Linked DNA regions of Oryctolagus cuniculus: region 1 is linked to region 2. The links are chromatin contacts, called in public Hi-C maps. All regions are on one chromosome and are shown on one strand. Each heading gives the region's core, a stretch centred on a gene start, on an enhancer-like site or on the middle of the called end of the contact. The rest is flanking DNA. Distances are from core to core; before and after follow the strand shown.

Region 1 (3,220 bases), core at 238-2,737, 360 kb before region 2:
TCATCAACACATTGTTTCCCTAATTCTTAACGTCCTCTGGCACATCCTTAATCTCCAGCCAATCTCAGGTGTGGGGAAAACATCAACCCGGTAGAACTGACAACTTACAGGCTCTCGAGGGGAGGGCAATCCCGTCCCGTCAGCCTCAAGCTCTCGGAAGGCAGCAGCCGCCTCCCCCGCCCCCGCCTATGGTCCCTGGATGTTAACATTTGGCACGTGCAGGTCTTGGTTTACAGTTCGGGTCCCAGGGTGAAACTGCTACTTCCGCCTCTTTCCTCCTGGGCGCTGTCCCCCTCCTCCCCCTCCTCGCCTCTTGCCGCCCAAGCCCGGCGGCCCGGAATTCATCTTGCTTCCCGAGCCCCCTTTCCGCTTCCCCCCGTGGCTGCGCGGGCCCCCTTTCCGCTGGCCCCCAGACCCCTGCCGGCCTCCCTTTCTCTTGCCCTTCTGGCTCATCTTCCTCTTCTTGGCGGCCTCCTCTTGGTCCTCCTCCCTCATCTGCTTATTGGTGGCCTTGGTCACATCCAGCTTGGGCTTCTTGCTGTTCATGACCCGAAGCAGCTCCAGCTGGTTCTTTTTCTCAGCCGAAAAGTCCCCGAAAAGGGGTTGGAACTTCCTCTTCTTGCCGGAGCCCCGGGGCGCCTTCTCTTTAGGAAGGCGCTCTTGGAAGCGCCCCAGAGAAGCGGTGGAGACCTTGGCTATTTGCATGGCGCGGCCCAGCTCCTCCTTACTCTGGTGTCCCGTAGGGTGCAGGCCGGCCGTGCTGGGCAGCTGGGTCTTGTGCGCGCGGGCCAAGTTACGCAGCCGATTCAGCTCGTTCTTGGCCACCCGTTCCTTCTTGGCCTGAATGCGCTTTGCAAACTGGTCCTCCATTGGGTCGGCGCCGCCGGGCACCTCGATCAGCCATTCTTTGGTGTCGTCCCGGGCGCGCTGATAGCCCCAGCGGCGCCGCCACTGCCCGCTCACCTCATCCCAAACCAGGTTGGTCTTCTTCTTGGGACGGATGCCCTTGAGGCGCGCGAACTGCTGCCATCGCGTAAGCGGCCGCGGCCGGGGCACCGGCTTCTCCCGCGGCAGGCGGGTGGTGGGCTCGGGCAGCCGCGCCACCAGCGCCTCTTCCACGCGTTCCGTCGGCAGCTGCCACAGCTGGTTAATGAGCAGCTGCGTGTTGTCCCGCGCCAGGGCCCGCAGCTCGGCCTCCGGAGCGGGTCCCGCCCGCCGCAGTCCCGTTGGGGGGTTCCGGTCGGAAGCCAGTAGATTGCCCAGGTCAAACTCCAGCTCCAGCTCCTTGTGCACCGTGATGCGCTGCAGCTTTTCTGCCTCGTCCTTCTCCGCCTTTGCCAGCAGCTCCTCCACGCTGTGGCCCTCCATGGCTCCGGCTCGGCTTAGTCACTTTGGGGGCCACAGTTGAAGCGACTTCTCTCACGACTGCCGACCCACAAACCGGCACAGCAACCACGTGTGTCCGCCCGGACGCTCAACCCGGAAGAGAAAGGTTCACTTCCGGAGCACCCGGAACCGGCTCCATTCCCACGACGGACAACGGGCCAGCAGAGGGCGGTGTTGGAGAGCTGATGGAATTAGAGGCGGCCCCTTTTTGCTCGTGTCTGGATGCAGGTAAACTGGCGCTAGGAGCCTGTACTACAAATTCTGGAGCCTGAATGGGACTGCATCTCCCAGGATGCAGCGAGGCAGAGGGGTGGTCAGAGAGGCGGTCCGGGATGGGGCGCGGGCTCGTGCAAATGTGTATGGGGGGCAGATGATGTGGGTTCTGGAACAACTAGGTGTTAACGATTTTAGTGTAAATCTGTTGTAAAGATATTTAACTAATCATGCTTCTAGGGGGTCAAATTGTTTCACCAGAGTCATAATCCGCTCTCAGGGTTCTGGGTGTGGACTGAAAAAGACATATCCCACAGATTTACATAAAGCTAAGAAGATTGGTTATCTTTTGTATTAAGCAGAGCGGGCAAACTGTCCTGAGTGGGCGCAGGTGCGCGCCGACCCCAGAGCGCTCCCGCAGAGCCCCGCGTTTCTTTCCTCTCCTGGAGAAAGATGGCCGGGCTCTGCAGTTACACTGCCTGGCTTCCAGTTCTGGTTGTGACACTGAGCTTTGACTGTTTGACTTGCTTGGGCCTATGTTAAAGCCTGTAAGATGGGGTTCTGATGCTGGGGCTGTTATAAATATGAAGGGGTTAGTGTGCCTCAGAGGAGGCTTAGATCAGGGCTTGGAACGCCAACAAAAGTTAAGTACAGATTATTACTTAATCTTCATAATGGCCCTGGGAGCTATCTGAAGAGGTATTGCTATACTCTAGGTGGTGTGAGTCAAACTGCCTATAATCAGATCTCAGTTTGTCATGTACTATGCCTACAAATATGCCTATGGACAAATTTTCTAACCTAAGTCTTATTCATAAGTTTGTAAATATGAAACAGTTCGTGGTGCATAATAAGAACACAATACATATTAGCTATTATTGTTATTAGCTGTGTATTCGGCATGTTGTTTGTGCTGAAAAAGGAAGGCTCAGGGACTTCAGAAAAATTATTTCTCTAAGGTTATACAACTAGGATATATGGGAACAGGAGGCATCTTAACTCTGCCCTTAAAACTACATGCAGTATGTATTCTCTGAAATGTCCTTCAAGCTCCTGATAATCAAAAAGTGTGGCCAGCTGACCAGCTGCACAACATCACTTGGGAGCTTGTCAGAAATATGGAGTGAACAGGTCTCACCCCAGAAGTAATTTATCAGAACCTACATTTCGATAAGATCGGCAGGTGGTTAGTATTCATTTGTACATTGAAGTTTGGGAGTCACTGTTGATCGTATGGTTTACAGGGGTGGGGGGAGAGAGCTTCTTTTCCCTGGGTTCTAGAGTTACTGAGGAGGGGGTTGGGCTGCAGAAACAACCAGTAGAAATGAACCTGGTAGCACTGAGGAAACACTCAGTTGAGTTTTAGCATTGTGCTTGATTTGTCTTTCTCTTATCTCAAATTATTTTAAGATTTATTGTTTTTTTTTTCCTTTGAACTTTTGCCTTAGCACTCAGCATCAGTTCCTTTTTTTTTTTTTTAGAATTATTTTATTTATTTGAAAGACAGTTACAAAGAGAAGTAGAGCCAGAGAGAGAGGTCTTCCATCCGCTGGTTCATTCCCCCAATTGGTTGCAATGGCCAGAGCTGAGCTCAGCTGAAGCCAGGAGCCAGGAGCTTCTT
Region 2 (3,171 bases), core at 615-3,114:
ACTTGGGCCATCTTGTACTGCTTTCCCAGGCCATAGCAGAGAGCTGGATGGGAAGTGGAGCAGCCAGACTTGAACCGGTGTCCATATGGGATGCCGACACTGCAGGCGGTGGCTTTACCTGCTACACCATAGTGCCAGCCCCAAGGCCTGTGTATCTTATCTTAACTCTAAACAAGTCCCCCTTTAAACAGCACAGCACCCAGCCCAGGTAACACACACATTTGGAAATGAAGGAAATGCTGAAGATCTCCTCTTGCAGTTAATAAATGCATTTGAGTGCTTTCACCAGTCATAGCTGTTATCTGGGACCAGATGGCCATTTTATAAAAGAGGTAACTGGTTAGATGTGGTCTTGTGACTTCTCCCAAGTGTGAACATTAGTAATGAGGGAACAAAAGCTGGAACTGGGATCCAAGTGCTTTGCCACTAAATTATGTTCTCTTTTATCTTTGCTAAGTAAAAAAGACTGAATTGAGCAAGAGAATTTAAGTGACAAAGGGAATCCCTCTTTGTTGTTGCACACAGCCAGACAGCCCCCAAAACTGTCACCACCCTGGGAAACCCCCAAAATTATCACTGGCTACTGGTCACTGGAAAGTCCCCAAAATGGTGGCTGAGAAGTAAGGTGGTCCTCTCTGTGCCTTCGGGGCTCCACCCCTCAACAGATCATGGCCTTGCATGAATTCCTAGTGTCCACAGTAGACCATCTCAGTGTCAGGATCTAGCTTGCTCATCAAGATAATAGCAATGACCTCGTACTCTCTTGTCTACACATAGATTCTCCTCCCATTTTGTCAGGATTTTCTCTTTCATATGAACAGCCAAGGCATCAACCTGTTAGTACAGATTTTGATCTGCAAGGCTGCCTTCTATCCCATAGTGTAAGTAGCACTTGGCTGTTTACCACAGGCCATTGCTGCCTTTCCCAGGAGGGTGACAGGGGAAGGCGCATTTCTGAATAAGCTTTATAACGTAGCACAGATTCATCTGCAGTTTTACACGTACATCCTGGGGTCTAGACGGGCAGGATCAGATGGGCTCTGATCCTGGTGGTGTCTACCCTGGTTCCTCCACCTCCAGTCAGGGGGTGCTCCTTTGTAGCTCTCCTCACAGCCGTGACACCCCCTCACCAGAACCCCTTTGCCTCCCACACTTCCTCAACAGCTCCACTCCTACTCCTTCCAGTATCTTCTGTACACCTTACAAAGCTTTCTGTTTGGCTCAGGAAACCATGAATACCCACACATCAGGTGAGAAACTACCAGAAGTTACCGGCAGGAGCTGTTCCAAGACCAGACACACAGATGGTCCGCAGGCCCCTGTTACTGCAATCCCACTGAGGTGGGGCCCCACTAGTAGGATGTCTGCAGTGCCTCAAACCTCACAGTCCCCTACCTACACCTTTGAGTCCTTGCATTCTCTGAGGACCAGGCCTGTCCTCCAGGTGCTAAGTGGAACAACCTCATAGAATCAGCTTCAAAGGACAGGCCCGGGAAGGGACAAGCTGGCTCCCTGATCAAGTCACTTCCTCCCTGGACCACAGTCCAGAGCCCTCAGAAATGACCAGCCCTGGACAACCTCAGGAAGAGGTGGGAGAGTGAGTGACAGTGCTTCCCCACAGGCCTCCCCACCGCAGGCTCCAGGGTGCGGACGCCTTTTGAATGGTCCCCAAGGCCTTCTTTGTAACCTTCTTGGAAGCCTGAGAAAAATATTCAAATTCTGCATTTGTTTTTAAATTTTAAATGTTATTGCTTCCCGGGATTTCAGACCTAAAACCTAGCGGGCCAGCTATTCAATATGAGTGTGTCGCCCTCTGGTGCTCAGACAGAGAGGAACCGTAAACAAGAGTTGTTTCCACTTCAAAATATTCCTCACCCCAAATCACCCTTGGTTCTCCTTCCCCACTCCACCCCCTCCCTCGGCCACCTGAGAGTAGGAGAACCGCTGAGCAAAACACTCACGGAAACAGCAGGGTGGGGCCGACGATGGCCGGAGACCGTGGCACCGCCCTGCTGCTGCATTCTTCTGAAACTGGGCTTTTGCCATGGGGTCAAAGAGCTACTCAGTCAGGGGATTTCAACTACAGCCTTTCAAAATTCTGTTTTTGATTGGTATACAACGCACTGGACATGCATCAAAAATCACACCATAGCATATAAATGCATACAATTACTATAGGCCAACTAAAAATATGTTTAAAAAATTTTTAAGAAGACATAAAAGAGATTTCCAGAATCTGTTCTGAAGCTTTTTCTGAAGTGGGAAACTATGAACCTCTGGGATCTCATTCCATCCCCTCATCAGCTGGGTCAACACAGAAGACCCCTGAGAGATGCGGGTAGCAAATGGGAGCAAAGCACCAGGAAGCATAAATGCTCGCAGGTGCTGCTGGGGGCTCGCCAAGGCTAAGAGCCGTTCCCTCATGGGATATGAGAAAATTCTCTGAATGCTGGGTCTCAGCCAGGTCTTCCTTGGCCCCTTCAATGGGGTAAGTGTCTTATTTAACTGAAGACACAGTTTCTAGATTGAAATGACTCTCCTTGCACATGCACAGCCCAGTTGCTCAGATCCATGGAGGCATCTGAGATTACAACCTCAGATTACTGCCTGGAGGAGGCAACAGATGTGCACAAAGAAATGTAACCCACTTACTTGGAAGCCCACAGAAGGCTCAGGGGATGGTACAGAAAGTACTGAAGGAATGGGAATGGAGAAGGTCCTGGGAGACAGGGCACAGCAAGCAAGGACAGATAAAAGCCAGCTTCTTTGGTTTATCCTGTTGAAAACTTCCAGTTGCCTCCTGCCCAAACTTGAGGGTCTGACAGGGCATGGGATTGGCTTCAAAAAATAAAAGTGCTTTCTCTTTCAGGTGTGGAGGACAGAAGTCTGAAATCAAGGCCTCGTGGGGATTGTTCCTACCTGCAGTTCCAAGGGAATTTTTTCCATGCCTTCCTTGGCCACTGGCATTGCCCACTCATCATCTGCCTCCAAGGTCACAGGCTTCTCCCCTGTGCCAGTGTCTTCACACGGGGTTCTTCTCTGTGTGTATCTGGCTCTGTGTCTCTCTCTTAGGAGGCCACTGGTCATATTGGATCAAGGGCTCACTCTACTCCAGTATGGCCTCATGGTAACACACATCTTAATTATATTTGCAAAGACCCTGCTTCTAAA

The links. Hi-C and Micro-C count contacts between places; a contact is called where the count stands out from the background.
Region 1: a Hi-C map of embryonic fibroblasts shows a contact between it and region 2, with 3 times the contacts expected there. The contact joins the promoter of RRS1 here to the enhancer-like site in region 2. A contact is called at or near these places in 2 of 6 Hi-C or Micro-C datasets (ear pinna and embryonic fibroblasts).

The regions. Positions count from the first base shown.
Region 1 is chr6:92,089,865-92,093,084 of mOryCun1.1, reverse strand. RRS1 (ribosome biogenesis regulator 1 homolog) reads right to left here and starts at 1,487. Exons shown (of 1, transcript XM_002710447.5): 1 at 1-1,487. The coding sequence starts at 1,368. The coding sequence ends at 259. All of the region lies in intron 2 of LOC103348037 (a long non-coding RNA gene), which reads left to right.
Region 2 is chr6:91,731,919-91,735,089 of mOryCun1.1, reverse strand. All of the region lies in intron 1 of DNAJC5B (DnaJ heat shock protein family (Hsp40) member C5 beta), which reads right to left. Among named protein-coding and RNA genes, the nearest start is that of DNAJC5B, 14 kb to the right of the region's middle. Within about 2 kb of position 1,864, at least 2 of the 8 cell types and tissues checked have an H3K27ac peak or open chromatin away from gene starts, as enhancers often do.